Regions from separate parts of the Mus musculus genome. Here regions 2 and 3 are each linked to region 1. A link is a contact called in public promoter capture Hi-C data. All regions are on one chromosome and are shown on one strand. The core of a region is the stretch at or near the end of the contact, and the rest is flanking DNA. Distances in the headings are between cores, read along the strand shown.

Region 1 (2,976 bases), core at 257-2,756:
CTTCTTCTTCTTCCTCTTCTTCTTCTTTTAAAGATGCATTTATTTTATGTATGTGAGTACACTTGTCGCTGTCTTTAGACACACCAGAAGAGGGCATCAGATCACATTACAAATGGTTGTGAGCCACCATGTGGTTGCTGGGATTTGAACTCAGGACCTCTGGAAGAGCAGACAGTGCTCTTAACCACTGAGTCATCTCTCCAGTCCTATTTTATTTCTTAAAACTCTTTTTTATTTTAAAATGTATTTGTTTATTTCATGTATATTAGTGTTGTGCCTTATATGCTTGTGCACTGTGTGCATGCTTACAGAGGCCAGGAGGGTGTTGATCCTCCTAAGACTGTTGTGAGCTCTTATGTGGGTGGTGGGAATTAAACTTGTGTCCTCTGGAAACGCACCCCTGAGCCATCTTTCTGTCACCCAAAGCAGATAATTTAAAGGAAGAATTCATTAACTTTTAAATATCTCTTGATGTTCTTGGCTTCTATACCCAAATTAGACATTTCAGCACTACTGTCTGCATCCAGGAAGATACTCATGAAGAGCCAAATATGTGAGTGCTAGGAACTGAACCCCAGTCCTCTGGAGAAGCAACCAGTGCTGTGACATCTTGAACTATTTTAATCATGACTATGTTCAGTGGAGCAGCCAGTCTCTTTACTAGTCTGAGAGACATCTCCAGCTTGGGTTTTGTTTTGTTTTGTTTGTTTGTTTTGTATCCCCTAGTTCCCTGCTTCAGGCAAGTAAGCTAAATGGATTGTCAGCAGCACACATCCCAAGGCTTGATTTGTTCCTACTTTATATGAATATGTCCCCACAACTCCACTCCAGAAAATATATAAATGACTTGAAAAAAAGATACACAGGAGAGAGAGAGAGAGAGAGAGAGAGAGAGAGAGAGAGCGCGCAGCTATCCCAGGTCACAGATATATTCCATTTAGTTCCTTCTAGTTCTTGGTACTGAACATCCTCTAGCCTACCATCTGTGACTCCATCTTCCTCTGTGTTGAGGAGAGTTTCCTGTGGCCCAAGTAAGTTTCAACAGAAACATGAATATTTGTAATTTCTTATAACTAAGCATAAAAGCTAACACATTTTATAACTTATTTGAATTCTATTTTAACATTCAGTGCTAGATTATTTCAATAGCCTATGTCCTTTATACCTAACTTTATTGTCTTCATAAAAGTTGTCATAGGCCAAACCCTGAGTTCTATTGAGTCCTGTGTTGTTCCTTTTGAAATTGCTGTGCCTACACTAACTCTATTCAGATCTTCCACCACTAGGCTTATTTTTATTTGTTTTGTTTTAGAGGCATTGTCCTTTCGGCCCCGCCCCTCGCCGCATGCGCCTTGCTGTCCTTTCTCCCTGACCCCGCCCCTATCCAAGTTTTTCGCTGCGGGTAAGCGATCTGCTCTCGATCCTCCCAGAGCCACCCTTCGCGGCACGCACATGCGCCCTGTTGTTCTTCCCGTCCCTCCCTGCTCTCCCTCCCCCGCCCCCGCAGTCTCTCGCTGCGCGCGCACGCGCCATGCTTTTTCTGCGCGCCGCCGTGCTCCCGGGGTTCTGGCTCCCGCGTGTGCGCCGCGTACAACTCGTTCGGAGCCCCGCGGTGACCCTGCCAAGTCCCGTCCGCACTGTCCACGCCGGGAGCCGGGTCTGGGGGAGCGCGTGGGCGGGGGGCGGTCCCGTCCGTGGTGGGGGCGAGGAGGACCCCCGTGAGGACGAAGAGGAAGAGGAGGATGAGCTGCTCCGCGCCCCACCCCTCCTGCCCTTGGATACACAGCGCGTTTGCGTCCTGCATCCTGACGTCAAACGCCCGGCCGGAAAAAAGCCTCGAAGCACAGGTATCGGGTAGGGCGAGAGTGGGGATTGAGCAGGGAAGCCGGAAGGGGCGAGGACCTGAAGGCCGAAACTTACTAGTGCTATACAGGAAGGCCACGGGGAATTGGGGCGGCGGTGACGCCTAGTTCTGGAAGGGGCGGAGTCACGAGAAAGGAAGGAGAAGCCGAGGGAGGAGCACTGGGGGCAGGGTACTATGATGGACATCGGGCGTACGGTAGAGAGTGTGGATAGTCTGGGATGTGCTGGGTTCGTGGCTGCTCTCCTGGTGGAGTCGGAGTCTGGCGAGCTTGCGTGCTGGGGGCGTGATCTGGCTGAGCATGTGATGGTACCTGGGCCTGCCCGATGGGTGAGGCTGCGCGTGCTCCGGGTGGGACCTTGGGGCGGGACTATCCTAAATTTGTAGGCGGAGTCTGGGGGGGGGGAACATTGGGCGCTGGGGGCGAGTCCTAGAGGTTCTGCCTTTCCCTGGTAGAGCTTTGGATCATGGCCTGGCGAGCTTCTTAGGGTTGTGATGTGAGCTGCAGGGTGGGGACATGGTGTGGGCGGGGGATGCGGACTCTGCGCGGGCGCGGTTTCATCCCAGAGCTAACCCTGTCCACCGCCGTGGTCCGAGGTCTTCCCGCTCGGCCCTTGACTGGATGGACCCTTGTGTCCTCACAGCGGAGTGGCAGGTGGCAGAGGCGGCCGCCCTGGTGCGCGCACTTCCAGGATGGTCGGTCGCGAGTACCCTGGTGGTGCCCAGCGCAGCGCCTGGCAGCAGGCTGGTGTTCGGCAAGGGCAACTTTCAGGACGTGACAGGTGAGCGGTACCTCACCTTTGGCCGCTGGGCATGCGCCTCACCTGCGCTGGTGTAGGATGGGTCAGACTGCCTCCCGTCCTCCTCCTAACCCCATGACGGGCCACTCCCTGTGCTCCAGAAAAGATCAAGGGATGCCAGGACATCACGTCCGTGTTCCTGAACGTGGAGAGGATGGCGCCACCGACCAAGGTTCCCTTGTGTCCCCCCTGATCCTCACATGACCCATGACACCATGTGACCCCTGACTGATCCCTGCGTGGCCCCCATCTCCTCAGAAGGAGCTGGAGTCCGCTTGGGGTTTGCGTGTGTTCGACAGATTCACCCTAGTTCTG
Region 2 (2,976 bases), core at 349-2,848, 420 kb after region 1:
GAAATATTCCAATAAATCCACTTTGTACATACCTAGATTCCTCCTATCAGGTCTGTTCATCTAGAGAACCTTCACTAATACAGTTCTATGTGCGAATGTGTGTTCAGCTTCCCACGGAGGAAGGTGTGCTGGCTAACAGCAGTGCTCCACAGGGTTTGTCATCTGGTTCCTGTTTGTCTCCCAGGGTTCACATACCTACCAGCTGAAAACTAGCTGCACTTTACCTAAGCCCAGCGTGAAGGACTCAACTGAAGTGAAATTAGAGTATTTTCCGGTTATTAGGGGTAGCTCTCTAGAGGATTCACTGATCCCAAGGCAGCAGAGAGTTCACTGGTCCCAAGGAGGTCAGAGAAGTTATGGGATGGGAGAATAAGGAGCAGAGGTGGGGAGAAAAAGCCAGCAAGGCAAGCTGGGAGAGAAAAATGCAGGGGAGTAGGGATTGGGAGGGGAAGTGGAGGGAGAAGGAGGGAGAAAGACTGGAGAGGGAAGAAAGGGGAGAGAGATGGAGACAGAGAAACAGAGACACAAAGAGTACAAAATGTCTGGATTATATAGGAAGGGCTTCTAGGAAGGGAAAGCCTGGCCGCTGGGCTGGGAGTTCAAGGTACAAGGTGGGGTCTGTCAACCTTGCCCTGTAACAGGTGGAGACTGAGGAGTGCTGGGAGAACCTGGAGGCCCAGCTCTAACCTTCCCAGCCTTGCGCAGACTAAGCAGACCTTGAACATTCGCCATGACAACCCAGGACAGAGACATCTGTCTTTGTTGAGGTGCAGGTTCTCATGGGAACTTAGCTGTTTTGGCTGCCTGCACTGACATTGCTCTACAACATACTGCAGCTGAAGAGGGGGATGGATTTTGTAGGTTTTCCCTTTATAAACGCAAACCTTATTATTAAATTTTGAGCCTTGATCAGAACCTTTGCTTGGCTTCATTCTTCTCTCACCCCAATACCTATTCATTTCCACAGGTTTCAGGTAAACCCAGTTTGCCCATGGCAGGTGGATGGCTCCTTTGGTATGTTAATAATATGCAGATCAGCCTCTGTTCCTGGGTCTCAATCCCAACAGCAAGAATACAGAACTATTCTTTGCCCATGACACAATTTAATTGTTAATATTCTGGGCACCTTTTCGCTTGTGGGACAGATTGATAAATCCCCTGCAGGTTGAGTAATGAATGGGCTATGCAAGCTCCCTACCTTGATTTAAGGAGGAAGAAGGCAAACAACCTAGTGAGTGAGGGAAGCTCTGGCTGACATCAGGCCCTGGCGATCACAGGGTTACTGCCTACCTAGGGGAGGAGCCAGCGGCAGAGTAGTGGCAGGGGACTGATGGTTCCTCCATGGGGCTGCGCGGGGAGACAGATCGGTAGCCTATTGGAGGATCGACACAAATACTACAGAATTGGAAATCCCTGCAGGTCTGGACTTGCAGCTTGTTGGGCTGAGAACCTCTACACCGCGTACCTTCAGCACACTCTAACCCTAAGGGAGGTGCTCCAGTCACTCAAGACTTGTTGGCCAATCAGAGTCTCTCGGCGGACCTGCAAATCAAAAGGAAGGCGGGTTTTTCCGGGTGCATTGGAGCCTGTTTCGCTTAGTTGCTGAGCCTACTTGATTGGTCCCCTGTTCTGTGCTCTCCGTCCTGAGGCTGAATGCTGTTTAGGGTGCTCAGGCAAGCTCCGAAGTTGCGACATGGTGAGCACAGGGTCACTGAAAACAATGGGGAGAAGCAGCGCGAGCTGCTAGTGTGGGTCTTTCCCTGCGCTGCGTGGGAATCCGCGGCCACCTGTGAGGTCCCCTGTGGTCCTAGCCACTCGCGGGTCCCAGCTGTAGCGTCTGAATAACTTCCCCGTGGGGGCTGCATCTGTGCTGAGCATTTGGCTTGTGTGTAGAGAGATCTTTGGCGTGATCCCATACTCAGAGAGTCCAACTTTCTACAAGTTCTGTTCTTAGCACTTGAGATTAAGGTGGACAATCCATTTGGAGTTCATTTTGTGGAGGTTGTAAAAGGCATCTCTTGTGCTGGGTAGCAATTCAATGTCAAGCTGTGATGTTAAAGAGTAGAATTGATGATGTAAAGGATTTAGTAAAGCTTAGGAAATAGTAAGGCACACCAAGTAGAATTTAGCTGAGGGAGGACTGCCTCACACCTCACAGATAAGTACTATGCCAACCAGGGCAGTTAGAGGTTAGGATGCTAGGATACACATGCTTGTTCACCAGCATTGTCCAGAAATCATAACAAAGGAAACAAACGATTTATAATCTGCCACTAGGCCCATCTCCTTATCAAAGAGCAGGCCTCTAACTAGCAGCTCAATGGGGCATTACAGGATCATAACCAACAGCAAGGCCTCTTGTGCCATAAGGTTCAGTTTTCTTCTTGAGAAAAACATAGTTCTGCCACACTGGCTAGATGGCATCTAGTGACAACCATTTGAAAACTTAAAAGAACAAAACAAAAAGCCCACAACCATTGCATTGAGTGCAGGCCTGATCCAGCTACACTTTCCCTGAGGTCCCCATGTCTGGAGCAGGCCACAGCTCCTTCTGAAACCCAACAACATGCTTGGCAGAGCCATTCACAGCCTGGGCCTAGTCCTTGGGAGCTTTCCCTGAGGCCCTGGGTATAGAGAAAACAGGGCTCCTTGACTTCGTTTTTTTTTTGTTTTTTGTTTTTTTTTTTGTTTTGTAGAACATTTTCAATATTTTCAATTGTTAATATTTTTAAAAGAGAATAATTATTTTAAGATATACTTCACTGTTATATCCTCCTTTTCATTTCTGATTTTATTAATTAGGATACTGTCTCTGTGTCCTCTGGTTAGTCTGGTTTATCTAGTTGATTTTCTCAAAGAAACAGCTCCTGGTCTTGTTGATTCTGTATATAGTTATTTTTCTTTCTACTGCTTGATTTCACCCCGGAGTCTGATTCTTTCCTGACATCTCCTCCTCTTGGGTGCATTTGCAGAGCT
Region 3 (2,976 bases), core at 341-2,840, 310 kb after region 1:
GGACCCAAACTCTTTCAGGTTTAGTTAATTCCACATTCAGTTTGACTATAGGAAAAGCCTAAATGCAGGACATGATGAAAGAGTGGAGAAAAATGTCCCCCCCACCCCCACCCTCACCCCCACCCCCGAGGCCAGCAAGGTGAGAATAGGAGTCAATTCCAAGGCAGTGATTTCCTTCAAGAAAGGAAGCACTGGGATTTTACTGCGGGAGTCTGGATAAGTTCACATCTAGGTTTCCTACTTCTACACGTGCTAAGTTAGCCATCGTTGGACTAGTTGGACCACAGCCTGTGAAATATTCCAATAAATCCACTTTGTACATACCTAGATTCCTCCTATCAGGTCTGTTCATCTAGAGAACCTTCACTAATACAGTTCTATGTGCGAATGTGTGTTCACCTTCCCACGGAGGAAGGTGTGCTGGCTAACAGCAGTGCTCCACAGGGTTTGTCATCTGGTTCCTGTTTGTCTCCCAGGGTTCACATACCTACCAGCTGAAAACTAGCTGCACTTTACCTAAGCCCAGCGTGAAGGACTCAACCCAAGTGAAATTAGAGTATTTTCCGGTTTATTAGGGGTAGCTCTCTAGAGGATTCACTGATCCCAAGGAAGTAGAGAGTTCACTAGTCCCAAGGAGGTCAGAGAAGTTATGGGATGGGAGAATAAGGAGCAGAGGTGGCGAGAAAAAGCCAGCAAGACAAGCTGGGAGAGAAAAATGCAGGGGAGTAGGGATTGGGAGGGGAAGTGGAGGGAGAAGGAGGGAGAAAGACTGGAGAGGGAAGAAAGGGGAGAGAGATCGAGACAGAAACAGAGACACAAAGAGTACAAAATGTCTGGATTATGTAGAAAGGGCTTCTAGGAAGGGAAAGCCTGGCCGCTGGGCTGGGAGTTCAAGGTACAAGGTGGGGTCTGCCAACCTTGCCCTGTAACAGGTGGAGACTGAGGACTGCTGGGAGAACCTGGAGGCCCAGCTCTAACCTTCCCAGCCTTGAGCAGACCTTGAACATTCGCCATGACAACCCAGGACAGAGACATCTGTCTTTGTTGCAGTTGCAGGTTCTCATGGGAACTTAGCTGTTTTGGCTGCCTGCACTGACATTGCTCTACAACATACTGCAGCTGAAGAGGGGGATGGGTTTTGTAGGTTTTCCCTTTATAAACGCAAACCTTATTATTAAACTTTGAGCCTTGATCAGAACCTTTGCTTGGCTTCATTCTTCTCTCACCCCAATACCTATTCATTTCCAGTTCAGGTTTCAGGTAAACCCAGTTTGCCCATGGCAGGTGGATGGCTCCTTTGGTTTGTTAATAATATGCAGATCAGCCTCTGTTCCTGGGTCTCAATCCCAACAGCAAGAAAACAGAACTATTGTTTGCCCATGACACAATTTAATTGTTAATATTCTGGGCACCTTTTCGCTTGTGGGACAGATTGATAAATCCCCTGCAAGTTGAGTAATGGGCTATGTAAGCTCCCTACCTTGATTCAAGGAGGAAGAAGGCAAACAACCTAGTGAGTGATTGAAGCTCTGGCTGACATCAGGCCCTGGCGATCATAGGGTCACTGCCTACCTAGGGGAGGAGCAAGCAGTGGAACAATGACAGGGAAGTGGTTGGGCTTCCCTGGGGCTGCGCGGGGAGACACATGGGTTGCCTATTGGAGGATCGACACAAATACTACAGAATTGGAAAATGCTGCAGGTCTGGACTTGCAGCTTGTTGGGCTGAGAACCTCTACACGTTGTATCTTCAGCACACTCTAACCCTAAGGGAGGTGCTCCAGTCACTCAAGACTTGTTGGCCAATCAGAGTCTCTCGGCGGAACTGCAAATCAAAAGGAAGGCGGGTTTTTCCGGGTGCAGTGGCGCCTGTTTTGCTTAGTTGCTGAGCTGACTTGATTTGTCCCCTGTTCTGTGCTCTGTCCTGCCGCTGGATGCTGTTTAGGGTGTTCAGGCAAGCTCCGAAGTTGCGACATGGTGAGTACAGGGTCACTGAAAACAATGGGGAGAAACCGGGGTCTGAGCAGCGCGAGCTGCTGCGGTGGGTCTTTCCTGGGACTGCGTGGGATTCCGCGGCCACCTGTGAGGTCCCCTGTGGTCCTAGCCATTCGCGTGACCCAGCTGTAGCGTCTGAATAACTTCGCTGTGGGGGCTGCACGTGTGCAGATCATTTGGCCTGTGTGTAGAGAGATCTTTGGCGTGATCCCAAACTCAGAGAGTCCAGGACTTTCTACAAGTTCTGTTCTTAGCACTTGAGATTAAGGTGGACAATCCATTTGGAGTTCATTTTGTGGAGGTTGTAAAAGGCATCTCTTGTGCTGGGTAGCAATTCAATGTCAAGCTGTGATGTTAAAGAGTAGAATTGATGATGTAAAGGATTTAGTAAAGCTTAGGAAATAGTAAGGCACACCAAGTAGAATTTAGCTGAGGGAGGACTGCCTCACACCTCACAGATAAGTACTATGCCAGCCAGGGCAGTTAGAGGTTAGGATGCTAGGGTACACATGCTTGTTCACCAGCATTGTCTAGAATTCATAACAAAGGAAACAAACGATTCATAATCTGACACTAGGCCCATCTCCTTATCAAAGAGCAGGCCTCTAACCAGCTGCTCAGTGGGGTATTACAGGATCATAACCAACAGCAAGGCCTCTTGTGCCATAAGGTTCAGTTTTCTTCTTGAGAAAAGCATAGTTCTGCCACACTGGCTAGATGACATCTAGTGACAACCATTTGAAAACTTAAAAAAACAAAACAAAACAAAACAAAACAGAAAAACCCACAACCATTGCATTGAGTGTAGGCCTGATCCAGCAATGCTTTCCCTGAGGTCCCCATGTCTGGAGCAGGACACAGCTCCTATTGAAACTCAGGAAAATGGTTGTCAGAGCCAGTCACAGTCTGGGCCTAGTCCTTGGGAGCTTTCCCTGAGGCCCTGGGTATAGAGAGAAAACAGGGCTCCTTTACTTCGTTTTTT

What was found. Capture Hi-C pulls out chosen DNA fragments and counts their contacts.
Region 2: a promoter capture Hi-C map of liver shows a contact between it and region 1, with 6 times the contacts expected there. The contact joins the promoter of 5430403G16Rik here to the promoter of Gtpbp6 in region 1. A contact is called at or near these places in 1 of 39 promoter capture datasets (embryonic stem cells), 15 of 115 datasets of contacts at active chromatin or transcription factors (the 230-238 cell line, astrocytes, bone marrow-derived macrophages and 9 more) and 3 of 9 other capture datasets (adipose tissue, liver and macrophages).
Region 3: a promoter capture Hi-C map of liver shows a contact between it and region 1, with 3 times the contacts expected there. The contact joins the promoter of 4930522L14Rik here to the promoter of Gtpbp6 in region 1. A contact is called at or near these places in 8 of 115 datasets of contacts at active chromatin or transcription factors (bone marrow-derived macrophages, craniofacial prominence, extraembryonic endoderm stem cells and 5 more) and 3 of 9 other capture datasets (adipose tissue, liver and macrophages).

The regions. Positions count from the first base shown.
Region 1 is chr5:110,106,727-110,109,702 of GRCm38.p6, reverse strand. It overlaps Gtpbp6 (GTP binding protein 6 (putative)), which reads left to right and starts at 1,506. Exons shown (of 10, transcript NM_145147.5): 1 at 1,506-1,847; 2 at 2,506-2,643; 3 at 2,763-2,833; 4 at 2,920-2,976. The coding sequence starts at 1,532.
Region 2 is chr5:109,689,456-109,692,431 of GRCm38.p6, reverse strand. 5430403G16Rik (RIKEN cDNA 5430403G16 gene) reads left to right here and starts at 1,598. Exons shown (of 4, transcript NM_001378588.1): 1 at 1,598-1,696. The coding sequence starts at 1,694. It also overlaps the pseudogene Vmn2r-ps23.
Region 3 is chr5:109,795,183-109,798,158 of GRCm38.p6, reverse strand. 4930522L14Rik (zinc finger protein 431-like) reads left to right here and starts at 1,590. Exons shown (of 3, transcript XM_011249625.2): 1 at 1,590-1,976.